Regions from separate parts of the Mus musculus genome. Here all the other regions are linked to region 1. A link is a contact called in public Hi-C and HiChIP or PLAC-seq data. All regions are on one chromosome and are shown on one strand. The core of a region is the stretch at or near the end of the contact, and the rest is flanking DNA. Distances in the headings are between cores, read along the strand shown.

Evidence for each region. A called contact is a pair of places that touch in the nucleus more often than the background predicts. HiChIP or PLAC-seq counts read pairs in DNA pulled down with a chosen protein or histone mark.
Region 2: a Hi-C map of cardiomyocytes shows a contact between it and region 1, with 2.7 times the contacts expected there. The contact joins the enhancer-like site here to the promoter of Slc19a2 in region 1. A contact is called at or near these places in 1 of 39 promoter capture datasets (pre-B cells), 1 of 484 Hi-C or Micro-C datasets (cardiomyocytes), 4 of 115 datasets of contacts at active chromatin or transcription factors (the NIH/3T3 cell line, large pre-B cells, pancreatic cancer cells and 1 more) and 1 of 9 other capture datasets (embryonic stem cells).
Region 3: a contact with region 1 is called in an H3K27ac HiChIP or PLAC-seq map of large pre-B cells, with 2.4 times the contacts expected there. The contact joins the promoter of 1700029M03Rik here to the promoter of Slc19a2 in region 1. A contact is called at or near these places in 3 of 115 datasets of contacts at active chromatin or transcription factors (effector CD8 T cells, large pre-B cells and memory CD8 T cells).

The regions. Positions count from the first base shown.
Region 1 is chr1:164,246,879-164,251,278 of GRCm38.p6, reverse strand. Slc19a2 (solute carrier family 19 (thiamine transporter), member 2) reads right to left here and starts at 2,233. Exons shown (of 6, transcript NM_054087.3): 1 at 1,823-2,233. The coding sequence starts at 2,026.
Region 2 is chr1:164,893,780-164,898,067 of GRCm38.p6, reverse strand. The region is part of intron 1 of Gm32652 (a long non-coding RNA gene); the gene reads left to right. Among named protein-coding and RNA genes, the nearest start is that of Gm32652, 3.7 kb to the left of the region's middle. Within about 2 kb of position 1,462, at least 41 of the 459 cell types and tissues checked have an H3K27ac peak or open chromatin away from gene starts, as enhancers often do. A contact at or near this core is called in cardiomyocytes, where this site is marked.
Region 3 is chr1:164,957,938-164,962,541 of GRCm38.p6, reverse strand. It overlaps 1700029M03Rik (RIKEN cDNA 1700029M03 gene), which reads right to left and starts at 1,655. Exons shown (of 2, transcript NR_166148.1): 1 at 1,504-1,655; 2 at 1-42. It overlaps Gm39692 (a long non-coding RNA gene), which reads left to right and starts at 2,147. Exons shown (of 3, transcript XR_865701.2): 1 at 2,147-2,552.

The DNA.
Region 1 (4,400 bases), core at 984-3,483:
CATTTTAGCAAAGACTCCAAGATCCCACATCCCAGATCACTAGATTTCTCTTTAAATCCCCTTGCCTCGACTACTTGGCACTAAGACAAGCATCCTTGTGTTGTCGTACAATGAACAAGCATTTGCTGGGCCCAGCACGCTGCTATACTCTTATACCCCCTATATGTAAGGCCTGCTGAGAGGGCAGAGCATGCCATACTGCAGCACACAGCAGCTCTTGATCCAGGTCCCCTGACAAAACATATCAACTTTCAAATATCAACACCAAGAGCACATTTCTCCTCACATGCTTCTGTCAGGCAAGGACATACACTGTGCAGATCGCACAGCAGTTTGCATGCAAACTTGCTTACTCTGCTCACATGCTGAGTCATGTCTGCCTCAGGGTCTATACCTCAGGTTCAGTGGTTGTCCTGGGTCTCCAAGATCGCACTTTCTTATAACCACAGAGCAATTTTCTTCTTGGAAAAACCATTCTAAATCAGAAGGCTTTATCTTTCTACTGTTGGCTTTAACCAGCACCAAAATACACATGGATAATGAATAACTGTGACATGATCCATAAGACTAGGGAGCAGGGTGTAACATTACGGCAGAAGTCAGCTGTACTTGCTAAATGTCAGTGGATCCGGGATTCCACACTGACTCTCAATTCTTTCCCAGGTGACCTTGAATAAAGGCACAACAAACTGGACTCTGAGTAATTATATCCTGCCAGTCTGAAATGGGTCTGGTAGTGTCACCTCTTGCTCTGACCTGGCATGCCAAGTTATTGAGTTAGTTGCTCCTCAGAAGTGATGACTGACAGGAAATGACAGGGAGGCTTAAATGGGAGTCATATTCTACAGCCACCTGGGCAGGGAAGCAGCGCGGTAAGGAAGGAAACCGGGTATAGGAAGAAGGTGGCAATTATTCAGCATCCACTCATCTGACAGTAGGGAAAAGACATCGGACCTGAGCTTTCACTCTTTTGGATACTCAAGGAAAGGGTCCTGGAGCAGCAATCTCCATCTACAAGCTCCTCTGACAAAACCAAGTGCCGGGATAATGAGCTTTAATCACAGGAGTTAGGCACATTTCTGAAGTATACTATGCACTTCTGTGGTGCTGTGCGTACAAGTTTGTATCTTGAATAAATGTCTGCGCAGGAGTTCTTGGTCATGGCCCATGTGCATCACAGCCCTCAAAAACACCTGTACGGAGGATAAAACCTGTAGGTGAAGCAACACTTCACCATCCGAGAAAAGCTAAGTACCAATTATATGACACCGTCTGTTTTCATCCCAGAGACGGACTTCAGAGGGTGCAGTAAATCTTTGGACACAGTCTTACCTAATCAAGCACCCATATTCGGATGGCGTACTACTGTCCTGTATTGTCCTTCTGTAATAGCGCGTATCTATCTTGTCAGGGGTAAACAAAGTCAAGGAGGGGAAGGAAAGGGGGACCCTCTCACAAAAACAAAGCCAAATAACATCCATCCATATATACATACAAACACTCATATGTACATATTCTACTGAAAGTCGAGTTTACTGTTTTCTTTATCCACGCACTGTCCCCGGTCCCCAGCAGCTCCCACAGGACTTGTCCGGGCAGAACCGGGTTATCCACATACGGCCTGAAACACACATGCACGTGGGCTGCGGCCCATCTTGCTTAGTCTCGCACGGAACGTGCTAGAAACGCAAAGAGTAAGGCCACTTTTCCAAGCGAGCAGAAATCCGAACAGATATCTGCGTAGCCCGCTCCGGGACTCCGCCGCCAGACCCTCCACAAACATCTGACATGCTCGGCCTCCCCGCCTGCCGCTCCTGCCTACCTGTCTCTCGGTCAAGTTCTTGTCGGGTCCCAGAAGGTAGGGCGTGAGGAACGGCTCCGACGGCCGGAGGTTTGCGAAGAAGCCGTAGGCGCAGAGCAGCGCGGTCGGCAGGAACCAGCACTCGCGAGGGACGCGGGCAGTACGCAGAAGCATCCTGGCCGCCGCCGCCGCCGCTCGTCTGGACACCCTGGCTGGCACGTCCATCCTGGGCGCGAGGGGCTGGACGCCGACACGGCCCCCTCCTCCTTCTCGGCCAACGGGAGGGCGCCCGAGCCGCGAGCCCGCGCGGGCACCTGTAAGCGTGCGCGACGCCGCCTCGCGCCAGGGTCAAGGTGCTTGGAGTCCCCACCGCCCGCCGGCGGCCACAGCTCGCTAGCCGAACGCCCTTTCCCTAAGTCCGCCTCCGGGTCTGGCCCGCCACCCCGCCTGGCCCCGCCCCCACGCCCCGCCCCGACCGCAGAACGCCCTTTCCCTAGGTCCGCCTCCCGGTCTGGCCCGCCTCCGCCTGGCCACGCCCCACGCCACGCCCACCCACAGCAGACGATCACTAGCCACGCCCCCGGGAACCTCCTCCTCGCCAATGCCTCCCGGCCGGAGCCAACCTCCCTGCTTCCCTATTGGCCAGTGGCTCAAAAGACAGAAAGGCCGCTTGGGGCTGCGCGCCCGGGCTCTGACGTGAGGGGTTCTGGGACATCGGACTTTTAGGGGCCATGTCTGGACTCTGTGGCGAGGACCCTACACACCCTCCCTGGTCGGATCGGTCACCAGGCATTTTCCGATCACACGTCCGGAAGGCTCCCTAGAGCGGGATCCCCGGATGTGTGCTTCATCGCAGCGAGTCTGCTCAGTCTTATCTGCCAACCTACTGATGTTGGTCCTCTGCCCGGGACACATGATGACACAGGCTTGCAAACCTTTAACCTTGAGGCGGGAGAATGCAATCCCTGGGCTCCAAGAGCTTTTTGTTGTTGTTGCTGGGTTTGATTTAGTTTGCTTTTTTTTTTTTTAACATTGTCTTTAAATGTGGTAGAAAGACACAAGCTGGACCTGAGAACTGAGATTTGGGGCCTTTTACTATAGACAGAAAGAAAACGAGGATGACCGAGTTAATCAGCAAGAGGCTTTTGCTTTATTTCGTCACTTTTTGTTGGCAGGATACAAAGAACAATTAACTAATATATCCTATGGAAAGGAAATCGCCCTAAAAACCTAGGCCCTAAAATGGGCTCAAGGTTTCAGGAAGTGTGCCGCTCACGAAATACCCACAGGGTTCAAAAGTAAAAGCAGCTAACCCCCACCCTACACTGGGAGGTTTCTGTCTTCTCGGTCCATCCAGACAGGCTAATCACCCCGTCTTTCTCCAAGGGAGCCTGCACTCCCCCTTTCCTACTCTTGGCTACAAAATCTGGCTCAGACCATGCGCTGCTGGCTCTCCAGCACCTCTGGTCACAGCGACTCCCAGTCTTGAGATTCACCTCTCAGACTGCTGTTGTTAGTGAGGGCGATCTGAATTTTCATTCTTTCATTTCTGCCTGGGTCACTGCGTCTCCAAGGAGAAGGACCAACTAGACACCTGAGGGCTGGCAGGCAGGACTGAAAGGGCTCACTGTGCGAACCTCCTGGGTTCCCATTGAGCGATCCTTCACTAAAACACTTCACTAAAACAGAAAAACGAGGCAATAAGAGGGCAGGTTGTTGTCAGAAGTTTTTCAAGGGCAAACCGTGGCAGGAATCCCCAGCGCTTTCTTTCATCGCCCTCTGCATGACTTTTTGCTGGACTCACAGACTGACTCTGTCCCAATATCAGCAGAATCGAGCTGCACGAGTGAATACACAAAATGTGTGCGTGGAGCAATTTGCCAAAATGCAAGGTGTGGTGTTGACATCTTTCAGAGTCTTTTGAAGGGCTGGCTAGGAAGACTTTATTCCTTTTAGCCTCCAGAGGCTATATAACCTGTGATGATATCAGTTTGTAAGCTAAAAGAGAGTGTGCCTGTGTGCTATATTTCAAATTTTCTCGGTTCAATTTACTAAATTGATAATATCAACCGTTCTAAGTCACCAAAATCAAACGTCTCCTCGATGACAAGAGCTCCGAGACCAAAAAGCTTGAGGATGTTTGGTCTATTAAATGTGTAGTCACCTAAATTTCCACCATCATATCAGTTTCTCTTCACAACTATAGAGATAGAGCTGGAGCAGTTAGTTCTCCTGGCTGCCTTGCACGGACATGTATTTTAGTAGAGAAAAGGGAAGAAAAACAAATGAACCAACAAGCTGATAAGGGCTTTGCATTGAGATGTCTATCTTTTAAAATCAACTTTCTAGTCTTTTGTTGAGGCTTGAAACCCTATGGAATCTATACATCACCTTGTTATAGATCGAATATTGAAGTTTCTAATCTTCGAGATGAGTCTGGATATAAAGCAGTTTCTCCTGAATTGGGCAGAAAATTACTTCTTACTTTTCTGAAAGAGGTTCCTAAGTAGGCAGAATTCTACCAAAATGACTCTTGTCCTTATATAATCTCTATCTACTTGAGTGTAGCACGAAAGCTTATGGATTTGATGAGATAATA
Region 2 (4,288 bases), core at 213-2,712, 650 kb before region 1:
CTCTGGCTGTCTTAGAACTCATGCTGGCTTCGGACTCAGAGATGCACTGACTTGCCTCTGATTCCTGACTGCCTTAGACCCCTGAGTCATCCTAACGTATCTAACATATTCAGTCTCCATCATGAAGATACTGAGCTGTACTCATGCCAATGTATTCTCTCCATCTTGTATTTATATTCACATCTTCTGTCTCTGTCATGGATCGGCAGAAAATTGTGACTTTGCATTCTGCTTTGACCATAGTTATGACTGCTGAGAATTAGACCAATTAAGACCCTTAGGGATGGGTTTTCTCCTAGCTTTAAGAAAAACCAAGCCATAGCCAACCGAGAGTGTCACTTACAGACTCATGGGCATGATAGCATTGTGAGCAAACTTCCTTGTTTTGAGATAAGGCAGGCTAGTATCTCAGTCACCACTGGGAAGGCTGGAGGGGAGGGGTGGGAGAGGGCAGGCTGGAGGGGAGGGGTGGGGGAGGGCAGGCGGGCTCCTGGGTTCCAGCACTGGGAGGTGTGATGAGACATAAAAGAAAACACAGTGGGATAAATCAGATATGATTTATGCATGGACAGGCAAGGAGATCTCTTTTCCCTGCTTGGGTCACACAATTAAATCTAATTAATGGAAACTGGTCATAGAGGGAGTTCAGAGCCTATTTTCGGTTGTCATTATCCTAACACAGCAATCAAAATGCAGATGAGCTATCTCTGTCTCACCCCAGGAGAGAAGCAGGCTTCTTGCTAATGAAGGGAAAATTGTAAATGAATGCTTATCAGGCCTTCCCTGTCCACGGTGGCTTCTTGGGGGTGGCAGTACTGGTAGAGAGGGCTGACAGACATTTTGCGTTCTGAAAGGGAACCTTCTTCCAAGAGAGTTCTAATGCTGCCCTAATGCTGTCTTCTCATGCTGCTGGGAGAGAGGCAGGGGGCAGAGGACACTTTCTCTAGCCGTTGGCCCTAACTTGGGCAAAGATAAAGAGCTAAGTGGCTTTTTTCAGAGTGGACGGCGGGAGGGGCAAGGGGGTAGGGTGGGGGAAGGAGTTGTGTTCTTGAACCAGAAAGTGCGCTTCGGGGCATACAGTTTGGCAGCCCTAGCGATCCATTCTCATTCTGACCTTCAGCCTCAATAATTAGAGCCATCTTATCTAACTAAACAAGAAAGATCTGGGGCAGTGTGGGATGGAATTAGAAATAACTCACTAGGAGATCCAAAGTCACCCCCAATGGGGACAGCACTGAGCTGTAGCCCAGTGGAGAAGGCTAACTTGCTGGAGGCAGACAAAGGCATCCTGAGCTGCGTGCTTGTTTGTAGACAGAAAAATGGCTCCCAACAAACACTCTGACAAACAAATCATGCCTGGATGAAACTGACGCGCACCCCTTCCCAGCAGGGGTGATAAATTAACCACAGCTGGGAGTGGCTGTGGGTTTACCGCTCAGCCTCCATCCAGTCTGTCCTGGGAGTCTCCCTCACCCCTTCTTGCCAACACTGCTACTATATTTAGCTTGTCCAGCATGTGCGCTGTCTATATTTAGTGCCTAAAAGTCAGAGTTCAGTGCACAATTCACCAAGCCATCAGTCATCTTCCATTCCATTCACACATGCAGAAAAATCCTTCCAAGAGACAATCTTGCTCTCCACTACAGGGTGGAGGGTGAAGGCCGTTGGAAGCCATTCTAAGAATGAAGGATTGAACCCATATGCCAGAGGGGGTTTCCTGCTGTCTCTGGCATGCTGTGCGTGCCTGAGAGTGCCAGACCCTGAGTGGAGAGCCAGGGCATGGGTGTGGCTCCAGAGGGCAGAGGGAGGATCGAAAGCAGGAGGACGGAAGCTCGGGAGTGAACAGCAGATTCTACCGTGCTCATTTGGTCCCCACTGATATTGCAGAAAACTGGTCATTGCTCATTACACCTTCTATGGGAGGCGGTGTGTGGAGGCCCACATTTTCCTACACCTCTGGAAAAGCTCAGGAGAAAGCTTACTGAGTCTATGAAAGAGTTAATGTAATAGCACATTAGCAATAAACTGGGCCAAAGTGGAACCCGCCATTCCACTAAGCAGGAGGTGTGACTGCCACTGAGAGAAGCCATGGGGAACATAGCTGTCTTTGACTATCTAGGCCACCAGAGGCCAGGGTCTCCTTTGGGTTGGCTAAGTGGGAACATGAAAGACTGGGGGGATTTCTGAGGATAACAGACAGGATCATGGGATTTCTTCACCTTTGCTGTTCCAACCACCCAGCTCACAACAGCCTGCAACTCCAGATCTAGGGAATCTGATGCCTTCCTTTGGCCTCTTTGGGTGCCTACAACTATGTGTAGACACACATGTGCATGCACACACACACATACACACACACACACACACACACACACACACAGAGAGAGAGAGAGAGAGAGAGAGAGAGAGAGAGAGAGAGAGAGAGATTGAGTTAGATGGATGGATAGATAGACAGATAGATAGATAGAATTAAAAATAAATAAAATATTGGGCCAGGAGAGATGACTCCGTGGTTAAGTGCACCTGCTGCTCTTCCAGATGACCTCGGTTTGAACCTCAGCACCGACACAGAAGCTCACAACTGTCTATAATTCCATTTCCAGGGAATTCTATTTCCATTTATAATTCCATTTCCAGGGAATCTGACACTTTCTTCTGATCTTCTTGGGTACCAGACACATACAGTTGTATCCAGACATACATACAGTCAAAATGTTCATATATATAAAATAAAAGAAGTATTTTTTCAATGAAGAAATAGTTTTAAAGTTTACTTTAAAATATGAATATCTTCCAGTATTTAACAGGTAAATAAAAATGTGTATTGTTCATATGTTTTTGTTATATTTTATTTCTCCAGTAATACTGATTAAAAATATTCATATATCTACTTTTACATCTACAACCTACCACTCTTATTTGTATGGCTTTATAAGAATTATGGATAAAGATTCCTTTCAAAACAATATTTTTTTTAAAATGAAATCTTTTAAAAAGTAAGATGAGACAGAATTTTTAAAAAAATAAATATTCTTGATGATGAGTACTAAATACAATTCAGAAAATATATGTGAATTTTTTAAATACTTTCATAATTTCATAGTCCAGTCATTGCCTCCCTCCCAGTCTGCCATCCCATAGTTCCTCATCCCATTCCTCCTCCCCACTGTCTCCAAGAGGACGTCCCCTGCCCCTCTCCCCAACTAGGGACAGAATTATTATTCTAGAGAATTTATGACTTGTGACTCTAGTACCTAAGTACCACCCAGCAGACAGGATTTTGGAGTGCCTATAACCTGGTATTACACGATGAAGCTTCTCAAACCTTTTGAGTGGCCAGAACAAGATTATTTTGTTTCTTATCATCAAGATGGTTATTCACAAAAATGAGTATTCTTATATTAACTTACTTTTATGAGATAAATTTAAACTGTCAGGTTGCAACATTCAAACATAGACACAGATTATGTGTATATGGCACATAGCTTGGCACAGACATGAAGATCAGGACATACAATGCATCCAATGCCCTTCCCTTTTGGAGGTCGATGTGACTGCATCTTCTCACTCTAATTCTTTAGATCTCACATTTCCTGTCTAAAAAAGGACCTCACTGTTGCTCATTTTAAAATATTGACCCAACAAAAAGTGCCCTAAAGCACATATCAAACTCTGAATTCTTCCTTGAAGAATTAGGGGTTCTTCAAGGAAGGAGGGATGAACTCAGTAAAGAGGACAGCACATGCTCCTGCATTAACTGTGCTATGCAGTACAAAATAAGTGTCAGGTAAGATAGAGATGGGATAAAGCATAGCAGCATGAGATAAATCAGTCATAGGCACACCAGACAGACCCTTGCTTGTGGGTTAATCTTCCTTGGGAGTTTGAGGCTTATCCCAAAGACTGTAAGAAGCTGGCAAGGACCTAAATGAGAGCACCAGAAGCAGGGCAGTCATGGGAAGATAGAGGATTACACTAGAAACTGAACCCTGGGGGAGATATGAGTGATCCAGTGGCGAAGAACTCAGAGACCACATGGGGCTAGGGTGTGAGCAAGAGAAATAAAGGAAGAAGAACCCACAGATCTTGATGATATGACTGCTCAACTGGACATGACAGTTGTGAGAGAATAAGCAATGAAAAACTCAAAGGCAAGGCTTTGGATTCTGAGAGACTGGATGAGGCGTACCCAATTTGCCAAGACTGTCTTATTAGGATTTCGGACCTGTACTTGTAACACGTACCTGATGAAGAGCGTCTTGGGGAAACCATTCATCTGCTTATGGCT
Region 3 (4,604 bases), core at 406-2,905, 710 kb before region 1:
CTCACAGATGGCTAGTAATGGAGTGCATCCATACTCAGACAACTGACAGAATTGAAGTGGTATAAAATGTGTCAGGAATTACATCAACTGCATGAGGTCCCGTGTTTTCAATCTTACAGGATTTCAGAGAACGCTGCAACACGCAGCTCTTCTGCACGTATCTAATGAGCCATGCTTGACTATCTCTCTTAGTGTTGTCAGTTTGACACGGATGGAAGCACACCGCTAGCCTGATAGGATCCACGATTTTTTGTGGAGGGTGATCAGTGAGGTGGTGAGGATGCCCTGGTTGGAGGCCCGGATTTGCCCCAGGGTGACTAATTCAGGCAAGTCGCTTCATCCTGGTTCCATCCAGGTCTCTTCATAAACAAAATGGACACAGTCATGCCCACTGTATCCTCCATTACAAGGTTTTGGGGGGCAGCACATGAGTGGAGGGTTGTGGCACCAAAGGGCTCTGCAGTAAGCATATTCCCAGGCAGGTGGCTAGGGAACTGTCGGGGTGGGAGGGCAGAGAGCAGAGCGGAGGCGTGAGGGAGACTGACCAAAGGTTCGGGTGCCCTCCTAGAGATTCCTGGCACCGAGAAGCTGGGAGAAATGCAGAGGGATGGGGATGGAGGCTCCTGTCAGCTGCAGAGGCAGTGTGTGTGTCTTGAGCTTCCTATCAGCTCTCAGGACTGTAAGAATGGGACTCCCAAGCACCATGTGAGCTTAAATCTAGAGTCTCTCTCTTAGGCTCACTATTAAAAGAAATAAATATAAAATGGGAAAGCAACAGGGGCTAGATTACTCTCTCTCACACACACATACACATACATAAATACACACATACATCATATATATCATGTATGTCACACACACACACACACACACATATGTGGAGAGAGAGAGAGAGAGAGAGAGAGAGAGAGAGAGAGAGAGAGAGAGAGAGAGAGAGAAACTAGAGTAAAATCCTTAGTGTGTCCACATGTGCAAGAGCAAGCCTCTCCATGAGAGAACAAGGGAAACTGGGCTTTGTGATTTAGTCTTCTCTGGTCCTTCAGCATCTGAGCGGGGTCTTAGAGGAGATGGATGCTTAGGATGGAGAATGGATGTACGTGTTTGACTGTTTGTGTCTCACAAATCAATACCTTCTCTGTGCTGCCTTAATGTACACGCTTTCTTTAATGACAAGAGCTAAAACAATCCAGTGTTCACCTCTCCCCTTCATACTGCTTCAACAGATATTGCTGGTAGAGGAAAGGGGCGGAGCATTTCCTTTCAAAGGTCTTTGGAGATTTTCATAGAATTTATATTCATTTGGAGGAAAGTATATTCCTTACAATGTTTGTCATCCATTTTATAAATGCCTTTTGTATCCTTTGGGAGAGTTAACTATCCCTGTAATAGAAAGCAATCTGGATATATTATGGAATGGACACAAAATTGTCATGAATTTTAAGGTAAGTTGTGAGATTTCAAAGAACTGCATACTGACATTGCTCACTTTCATCAAGATCTCACCTTTGGAGGAACTCTTCTTGCCGTTGAGGTTTGTGGAGTATTGCTTTTCCATATTTCCCTGAGAGACGGCTCTCTCTTATCTGAGTAGTCAATTCTGTAAGTGTTGAAGTCAAATGAGTTGGGTTCAAACCTCAGTCAGTCATTTATTAACTGTGTAATCTTGGGCAGGTGCCTTACCCCTGTCACATCCTCGGTTGTGATGTGTGGAGGAATTGTGAGGTAATAAACACCAGCTGCTATCAGACTGCCTCACACAGGGTGAGCACTTGTTATGAGCAATCTGAAGCTATGTTTGCTATAGTGTAGCATGTGAAAATGTGTACACATGTACTGGTATCTGTAAGTGAAAGGCAGAGAGGAAATTTTTCTTTATCAGACAGCACCCTACTCTTGTGAGGCAACTGTAGTTCCAAATTATTCATTTTACTCTCTGTTCAAAATGAACAGTTTTTTTCTTTTTTAATCACAGACAGGAGAGTAGATAGACTCATCAAGAAAAGGAATTGAAGGGCACAATGAGACAAGAGGATGAAGGAGAAACTATTCAGTACTCACTGGGATGGAAATAAAGAGCTCTGCAGTGAGAATCTCAAAAGCTTTGTGACCTAACAATGAGACCTGCGGAGAAGGCAGGGCCCCTGACTTGGGAGACAAACTCAGTAACAGAAACTTGGCAGAGTTTTGACTTCTTTCGACTTGGGACAAAGGCAGAAGAAGTAGTAAAAAATAATTGAAGAGTGGTTTATTATGTCTGTGTTGCAAAGGGGCAGGAAACCACAACTTTGAAGACGTGGAGGAAATGGTTAAGGCAACACTGTGAGCAAGCAACGGTGCTAACGCTGGGGAAAGTGAGGGCAGATGAGGGCAGCTAGGACTGTAGAGTCGCCTAGAAATTAACATCCCTCCCGTTAGGAGAAGCATGCTGCGTGTGTGACTTTGAGAAGTCAGTTACACTGACATTGGAACTTTGCATGAATGTTCGGGACCAAGCCAGATACCAAACGGTAGCAGCAGAAGATGGGTAGAGAAGACTCAGTGTGGGCCCAGAGGTGAACTTCCTTTCAGTTTTGAAATCAACAATGATTTCTCTGATTGTTAAAATATGAGTGGAAGATTCTCATTACTGCGTTTTTGTGAGGCACCCCAAATGGAGTCATTCTTTAACTAAAGAGGCAGTAACTATTATGAATGCTCCCAAGATATTATCTATTATTTATTTCCATTGTTTATACAAAGAAAAAGATCGACTGTGAACCAGATTGTATGAATAGTTATGTAGAAATAATGTGATCGGAAGCATTAAGGATCAGGAACACAGAACAGTTTTCTCAGGGATGTGCATCCATGAGTTCAGATCATTGGAAAGATAATCAGTGGGTGTGGTTGATGTTAAGCTTCTTATTGGACCAGACCCAAAAATCAAAACACAGCTCTCCCTCTTGACCCCACTTTCGCCTTCAACTGCAGCCCTTTATCTCTTAAGTCTCTGCCATGGCACTTACAAGATGAGTGTGGTCTAGCATTTTCCCTCTAAAGGGTTGTCTATGCTGTCACTAAGTCTCCCGGGCCTCTCTGGACCCCCTTCACTAAGTTTTCTGCTCCCCGTAATCTAGTGTGACCTCTCCCTTGTGTCATTTATGATCTCCACCTTGCTTAAGTCAGCTGTCACTTTCACATCCCTGTTTTCTGACATCCACCATCATTTGACATAGTTACTCGCCCCAGTCCTGCATTCTCCTATCTCAGTCTCCAGGACACCACACCAGGCTGGTTTCCCCCTCACTCCTGATTACATCTCCTTTCCCTCACCATGTCCTCTTCATCTTCTAACCCAAGGACTTAGAGAATCCTGAGCTCTCTCTTTGGGATTCTCTCTCTCTCTCTCTCTTTTTTTTTTATCAATTCTCATTGCTTGTGTGTTTTGCCCAATATAATGGCTTTATATGCTGTGCATATTCTGAAGACTATGAAATGATCGTTTCTAACCCAGACATTTCCCCTGGTCTCCTGATCTATAGAGAGCTACTTGAAATTCCCATTTGGGTGTCTACTAATCATCTCAAACTTAACATGTCCTAAACTGTGTTCCTAACACCTCTGCAGAGAGAAACTCCAACATGTCCCTGTCTACCTCAGCTAGCAGCAATACTGTTCCGGGGGCTTCAAACATAGCTTGGGCAGCGTCCTTTGTTCTCCTCATCTATGTCACCGTGCCCCCCAGTTTCCCCACAAACTGTCTAAGTTTCATGTTTAAAAGAGAACTCTTGACCCTTTCTCACAAACCCCTGGTACCACTCTGGTTCAGTCCACAGTCAGCTCCCCCATGGATCACTGCAGTGCCTCCTCTGTGGTCTCCTGGGTTTAGATTGGTTTCCCTGCAACTCATGAGCTGTATAGCAGCCAGAGTGACCTGTTGAAACCTAGGTCAGATCTTCCCATTTTTCCCATGATCTGATTTCTTCCTCAGTCTCTAAGGCCCAGAAAAGTTTTGCTCTGTGCCACCTCTCTGGATTTATCTTCTACCACTCTCTGATTTCGCAGACAAGCCATTTCGGCTTTCAGTGTGCAGGGTGCCTCCTGCTCAGTGTGTGGGGTGCCTCCTGCTCAGTGTGTGGGGTGCCTCCTGCTAGCGGCTCCTAGTGCTTGCTCTTTCCTTCATCTTCCTGGATTGCCCTCCCCCTGCCTGTCTATTTGGACAGTGCTGCTATCTCTTCAGTTGTTTGTCCCTGAAAAGCCGGATTCTCCATGAGGCTTCTTCTCTTTATACATGCCTGTGCATCTGTGTGTGGCTGAGTGCATATCTATGTACATTTCTGAAGTACCCACAGAAGCCAGAAGATGGAGTCAGATCTCCCATAAGTGGAATTAGTTGTGAGCTGCCATGTGGGTTCTGGGAATTGTTTCTGAAAAAAAAAAAAAAAAAAAAAACAGAACAAAAAACCAAAAAACCAAAACCAGTCAGTGCTCTTAACCGCCACGCCATCTCTGCAGCTGATGCTTACTTTCCAAGATAGCCAATCTAAATTCTCACTTATTCCTGCCCCAATATTGTGTTCTTTCATATTCTTCATATTTTCTCCCTAATATGTAACTACTTTGTG